Linked DNA regions of Danio rerio: region 1 is linked to region 2. The links are chromatin contacts, called in public Micro-C maps. All regions are on one chromosome and are shown on one strand. The core of a region is the stretch at or near the end of the contact, and the rest is flanking DNA. Distances in the headings are between cores, read along the strand shown. Region 1 holds the start of ccdc124 (coiled-coil domain containing 124). Region 2 holds the start of sap30bp (SAP30 binding protein).

Evidence for each region. A called contact is a pair of places that touch in the nucleus more often than the background predicts.
Region 1: a contact with region 2 is called in a Micro-C map of caudal fin, with 3 times the contacts expected there. The contact joins the promoter of ccdc124 here to the promoter of sap30bp in region 2. A contact is called at or near these places in 2 of 18 Hi-C or Micro-C datasets (caudal fin and an unstated tissue).

The regions. Positions count from the first base shown.
Region 1 is chr8:15,120,973-15,124,518 of GRCz12tu, reverse strand. It overlaps ccdc124 (coiled-coil domain containing 124), which reads left to right and starts at 1,341. Exons shown (of 5, transcript NM_200565.2): 1 at 1,341-1,381; 2 at 3,455-3,546. The coding sequence starts at 3,468. It overlaps slc5a5 (solute carrier family 5 member 5), which reads right to left and starts at 1,270. Exons shown (of 16, transcript NM_001089391.1): 1 at 1,202-1,270.
Region 2 is chr8:14,819,132-14,822,766 of GRCz12tu, reverse strand. sap30bp (SAP30 binding protein) reads right to left here and starts at 2,265. Exons shown (of 11, transcript NM_199565.2): 1 at 2,138-2,265. The coding sequence starts at 2,231. spag17 (sperm associated antigen 17) reads left to right here and starts at 2,696. Exons shown (of 19, transcript XM_073910116.1): 1 at 2,696-2,967. The coding sequence starts at 2,857.

The DNA.
Region 1 (3,546 bases), core at 92-2,591, 300 kb before region 2:
TATATATATATATATATATATATATATATATATATATATATATATATATATATATATATATATAAAATTAGCACCAAGGTCATGGTTAGCTCAAGTTTGAGTAAATTCACAGAAGATTTAAATCATGGGTATCCTTTCGAGAGGTGTGTCAAGAATGACAATTCTCCAGATCTCAAGTTTTATATAAGAATAGAAAAGGTTCATTCATATGCAGATATAAAAACAAGAACATCTCTTTGACACTTAGGATTTAATGTCTTGATTATATGTACACTAGAAAAAGTAACAAGAGTAAAGTGTACTTTGGGATTACAAAACTATTTACACATTTAAAATCACAATAAAATCTGGATATTTTTTGTTCTAGACAAATGCCATACCATATTATACCATACATCATTCGAGCTTCTTTTTTTTTTTTTTTTTTTAAACAAAGACCAGATTTCCCTTAAAATTTCCAGATATTCTTTGAAATGTTCTGGAAATACAAAATACTATAAAATGAAAATGTAGAAATTTGATTGTAAAACGATGTATATAAAAAAACTAAAGTGCAGTTACATTGCCAATTCCATTAAAACAAATGGCCTAAACCTTCAATTAAAAAATACAACATGAAAAAATGCTAATGATTTAAAACAAATACTGAATACTGTTTTGAACATACAATAAAGTATGTGAACAATAGTAAAGTACCTGAACTAATTTTATGTGGAAGTTGTATTGGCTATTTAACACAATACTTTAGTTATAAAAACAAATTAACCAATACTGTAGGTTCTACAATTATTGGCTATATTATATTACAATACACCACAGTTTACTGTAGTAAAAACTAAAGTACACGAGAGTTTTTATTTACAGGTAATCGGTTCACAGTATGCTGTAGCATTCAACAAAGAGTTGTAAACAGTGAAATGAAAGACTACAGCAAGGTTCAAAAAGACAATATAGTGTTGTACTATTGTAGGCTACTTGTAGTATTGTGTACTGTAGTATTTTTTACATTTCGGTTGCAAAGTAGAATGAGAGTATAAAGCTCGAGCATGTCTGCACACAACAGGAATTTAGTTTTATATTTAGTATTTAGTTAAATTCTTTAGACATTCCCCCAGTATTTGCTGGTTAATATGTCTTCTAATCGAGTTATTCTGGATGGTAGGTATCGTGTAGTATCACACACGTATTTCGATTTTTGTACCTTTTGACAAAGCGTGTCAGAAATCTGTGGCGCATGGAGTTCTTCTGTCACCATGCCTGTAGTGTGGGGAGACACAGTGACCGTCGAGCCTCCAGGGGGCGCTAAATAAACTCATTCGACTGTTCCGCAGCGGCTTCAAAAGAAGGGCGAACAACACCCAGCAGGCTGGCTCAGGAAAAGGTTGGTGTTATTACGTTTTATTTTAGAGTCCGGCTTGAAAATTATTTCTACCAATAAAATATGGCAGAATGACCCCTATATATATGCTTTCATTATTCAAATCGAGGTGTCCGATACAAGCTTTAACAAACAAACTGTTACTCTCTGAAACCAGAGGTGTTAGCAAAGATGCTAACGAGAATGTTTCTGAAAAGAAAAGTGCAATTAAAATGTCACTAAAGTTCCAGAATTTTCCATTCACGGTCGTTTATTTTATGAAATTTCCAGAATTAACTACTTTAGTCACGAAACATGTCAGAGGATTTGTGTTCTGTCTAAACTACATAAATCAGCAGCAGGTGTATGTGATACAAAAGCAGGTGTGAATTCATTTGTGTTAACGGTAAACATGTTAGTGTGTCATCGTTACACACATTACGGGTACAACTCAATGTAGTAATAACAGTAAACTGAGCACAATTGCTTATAGCAAGTAACGTTACAGGTAGATAATAAATATTTGTAGTTATATGTACAACTACCCTGTAAAATGAACAATGTAAAATAACGATTTTTTTAGTAATGATTGTTTATAAATGTGCTTATAATTAATTTTTCGTAGTTCAGCCCTTTCGTTGATATGACACATATTTATAGCTAACGTTGGAGAGAAAAGCAGCAGCAACTGTTAACCAAGGCTAAATGTTTCTCTTTTGTCAGTGCTGTGAGGCAAATATTTGTGGTTTATCCCGCTCCACTAATACCAGATTATCTTTATAGAGTGAGAACAAGGCCTTTCTAAATCCTGTATTTTTTTTTTGTTTGTTTTACTGCAGCCCGTGCTTTGCTGTGAAATGTGCAACTCAAGCGCATTAATTTTCAGTCCACTGTGTAAATCACTTTATAAAGAGCCCAGTAACCTCTATTCCTAAATAAATGTAATGATTAAACCGTACGTAATGATAGACGTGGGACGATAACCGTTTTCAGGGTATACCACGGTTTGGAGAAGTCAAGGTTTTAAAACCGCAAAATTTTCTGCTATACCGTTCCTACGTTATCTGTAAGATTTACGTTATTTTTTTGTCATTAAGACAACATTATCTCTAGCTGAAAATATAACCAAAGATGCCGTTTTAAATTGTAAAGAAATTTGTGTTTTTGAAATGAATAAAGACAGCAGGAGTCAATGATGCTGATACTGTTACAACATATTTTAAATGTTTCTCAAAATAAAATATGTTGTGTTCAAATGGGAAATAAGTTTTAGTTTTTTACCCAGACATTTAAAAAGTGTATATTTTAGAGCAGTGAGCACAATATTGTGATATCGTAAAACTGATTTTTTTTTCATACCAAGGTCATCATACCATCAGAATCTTATACCGGCCCATGCCTATGTAATGATTTACATGTTTAATTATTTATTGGTATGCCTTTAGAATTTGCTTACTTATGGATCATGGAGTATGTAATGTGCTAAACTGAATACAATCTTACATCAACAACACATTGCAAGCAACGCGTTGATTATAACAAATAACCATATTAGATTGCAAACAACCCAACCAATTGTTTAGCACATGTGCATCACTGCTATTATGTTTACACATGTAATATTTGTATTCAGGCTATTATAAGCTCCGTTATAGTGCACTAGACAAGTCTAAACAAGTTCTACCCACACATGCGTGAAGCAGGGCAGTTCAGTACAATTACATAATCTATCGGCTTAAAGATATCGGTCTCATTTTGACATCAGACTGATAACGATAACATTAAAAATAGCATTTATTGGCCGATACCAATATGGCCGCCGATATATCGTTCATCCCTATACTATATCGTGCATCCCTATACAATTTTTTGTGGTGTCAAATCGATTTGGGTTTGGATAAGGGTAATGTTTTGGTTGTTTACATAACTGTATTTCATTATTTTTCTGTTTTTAAAACCAGCAGATTATACTATGCAGTTCACATGGCATGTGCTTACTCTCATTGCAGCATCTGCTTAATAAAAAATATTAATAGTAAATAAATAAAAAAAAACTGATATTCGGTCAGTTCTTATTATTGTCTTATTTTTTCACAGGAAAGTCCCAGGAATGCCGAAGAAATTCCAGGGGGAGAATTCCAAATCGGCCACTGCCAGGGCCCGAAAGGCCGAAGCCAAAGCAGTTGCTG
Region 2 (3,635 bases), core at 1,016-3,515:
TGTTAACGGTAAATAACAGCTTTTAAAATGCCTCATAATATTATATTGAATATAGAAGATTAAAAAAAACATAATACATAAAAGCAGAGGTGTGATTTAACACCTAGACAAATATTTGTACAAAAATATTGACAAATCGTTACCTTAGAATTATAAGGATCTATCTGACATTTTTGTCACATTGAGTTATTCACATATTCTTATTAAATGACAACTTATTTACATTGTGATTTTTTTATAATTTATAAAAAATTGTTTACTTTTTTGTTTTTTAAATAAAAAGTGTTAAAACGGTTTTATCTACAAAATCAAACTCTATCTTGGCTCCATAAGGTTCTTTCTGTGAGCCAATTAGCATTTTTAATGCACGCACGAGGACCAATCAGGATAAGCTTTCTTTGTCATATCGCTGGACTGCTCCGTTGACAGCGGGAAACACCAGGAAGACAAAAATCACACAAAATCAGAGTCGGCTAAATAATGCCGCACCACATAAAATTGAGGCGTATGATTGATGATTTAGAAGCATTTTTTGACATTGAGATGAAATGTTAAATTTTCTATCGTTGAAAAAGAAACAGTTATTTTAAAACAATTTTATATACTGTATCAAATGTGTGAACTAATTTTATTTGTGCATATAAAGTCAGTGAAATATTTTTCAGTGTTTATTAAACTCATTTGCTCATTGTCTGTTTTCTTTTAAAGTCTTTAAATTTAATATAAAGCCTTGAAGGGCAAACACTTAATTGAATTCATGGGACATTATTCAATAAATAAAGTTCAATAGTTTATATAAAGCATAAAATTTAGTAAATATTAGCATATTAATTAGATAAAATTAACAGCTGCACTGGACAAAATATTTAGCACAGCCTTGTATGCTTAATCTGAACAAGAAAACAATATTCATCCTATAACATGAAATGTTATAAAAAGCTAAAATTTACCTTTCGCAAGAATCAACATAGTCACAACACCAATTGGTATATTTTTGATTCTATTTCTGGAAAAATAATGCTACAATAAATGGTCTGTCAGATAGAACCTTATAATACGAAGTGGAAAATTACTTTTCAGAATAAGAAGGTTCTATCTGCATTTTCCAATTTGCAAATTTAAGAGAACTTTGATCATTTACATTTAGAGTACATTTAGAGTCTTTGTTATGTTAATGTATGAAAGAGAACTGTTCCACACATATTGTTTGCTATACTAAATGCGAAAACTTTGAAGCTCAAAATCTCAAAATCATTTAGAACGCTGATAGAACCTTACAATTCCAAGGTGACTAAATGTATTTGGGTCTTAAACACACATGAATTGGACAGATTAAACCTGAAGTTGGTTTCATATTCACACGTTCGTTCAGTGACCGCTTGTAACACAGTGCCTATATTGTTTACCATACTGCTTTGAATATTTGGTCAGAAATAACATACAAGTGTGACATCAAAACAACGTTAGCACTATTTAACTGACTGTGAACATGGTTGTGCTTTGATATTTTTTGGCTGCTAATATCCTAATATATAACTTGCCTATTTAGAATTTGCAAATAATACATTTAAAAAAAAAAGATATTTAGGAAAAAGTCTGAATGTTCAAAATATAAAACCAACTTTAGCCTAATATTGGACAGCTACAGCAACAACACTTGTTACTCCTGTAATCCTTAACTAACAACCAATAAGACATCAATTTCTCATATGACTTGCACCATTTTATTTGGCATATTGGGAACTACCGCCAATTTTACTGTTGTAACAAAAATATTAGAATCTTAAACTTATTTATTTAATCTTAAAATTAAAAGTCAAATGAAGATGTTTTTAATTATATATTTTCACCTAAGTAAATAAAATAGGCCACAACGTACTGCTCTCTACAGTACCCACCTGTAATCTTTAAACCTTACAAATGTAAACCCTCACAAACCCAGCCATAAAGAAAATATATTGTTTTGAGCGCATAAAAGTAATATGGCTCACAATGCAAGTTATTTCCAAATGAATACATTCCCTGCATTACTGTCAGTTGTCGTGCCGCTTACGTTCAACACACTGACAACAAACCCATACGAGTAACAAACTCGAGGTATTCACAAGCTTTTGCTAACATTTATCAGATGATTTACCTTGATCATCTGTGTCTGGATCTGAATCCTGCTCTGAATCGTCTCCATAAGCGGCTAGTGAAGAAATAAGTGCACTCTTTTTGCTGCTCGCCATGTTCAGCGCTGTCGCACGACAGTGACGTTACGGTCTATATCCGGTCTGCGCGTGCTCAGAGGCTTGAAACGAGCCGAACGGGTTGTTACTAAAAGAGATACAGCTGCGTCCGGAAGTTAACGAGAATTGATTATATTACTGATTAAATTACCTAAAAGTTTTATTTTAATAACATCTTCCCCTACCACAATACTAAACCCAAATCTTACTGTAATGTAAAAAACAGTAATTATACTGAAAATTATTCATACTATTTTTAACTTACTCATTAAAATAGATTTTATGAGCGCCTACCCCTGCCACAACCCCAAACGCAACCTTCAAAGTAATTTAAAAATATTAATTATTGTTGTACAGTGTCACAGAAATTATGCTATGCTGACGTGAGTATCCGCAGCTGTATCCTATTTAAACTTTGCCGAAACTAACGTCGCTTAAAATACGCAAGCCTGTTTGGTTTCCATAGGTTACCACGACGCTTTTGGAAATTTCATACAGACGAGCAAACTTTTCTTGGGAGTTTACGCTTTAAAGTGAAACGATAGTATCTAAATTGTGGTAATTATTGTGGTATCTATTACATATTTAAAGTGTAATCCGTAAATATAATGAAATTATAGTAAATATGCCACCCAAACGGAATAAAAGTAGTACTCCGTCCGGAGCAACTCCAACTGGGGCAGGCGCTGCTAACAAAAGCTGGGAGACTTCTCTTTCTGCGGCTGTATTTGAGGAGGTAAAATATAAATTACCTATATCATGTTAAAACTGTTGTTCTTCTTCAATAGCCTGTATTTTCTAGATCATCTAAGATATTTAATCTTTGTCCATGAAAATATATAGTTTTAATAGTTTTTTTTATAATAATATTGTTAATAGTGTTATCATTCAATCAATTGATTAAAAACAAGAAATTATAAACAAATTACACAACTAAATCCTTAAAATATATAATACAAATAAATTTATAGTTGTCCCGTTTCTGTCAGTCCTGTCACATCACATTTGCATTAAATTAATAATAAAATGCATGCAATACACCTATAAGCACGGAGACGGAGAAAAAGCTGACAGTGCTCAATGATGCAGTCTATCATTGAATTGTATGATTTTCTGAGGACGACAAGTCAGGCCCTGTCACCTTTTTTATAAATGAAAATGTTCGCTTCTGGTAGAATTTCTCCTATTTGACAGTGTTTATAACACTTTGTTAATACATTTTACAGCATATTGTAGAATTAACTATCACAAACTGATCAACTGTAACGTAATGCTGTGGTATACACTGAACTGTGATGTATGGTAGACATAATTTATATAGCTGTAGAAAATCTAATACTTTATTGGGTCATTTGTTGTATTATTACCACAGCTACTCTAATTATAGAGTAATTATTTAATACT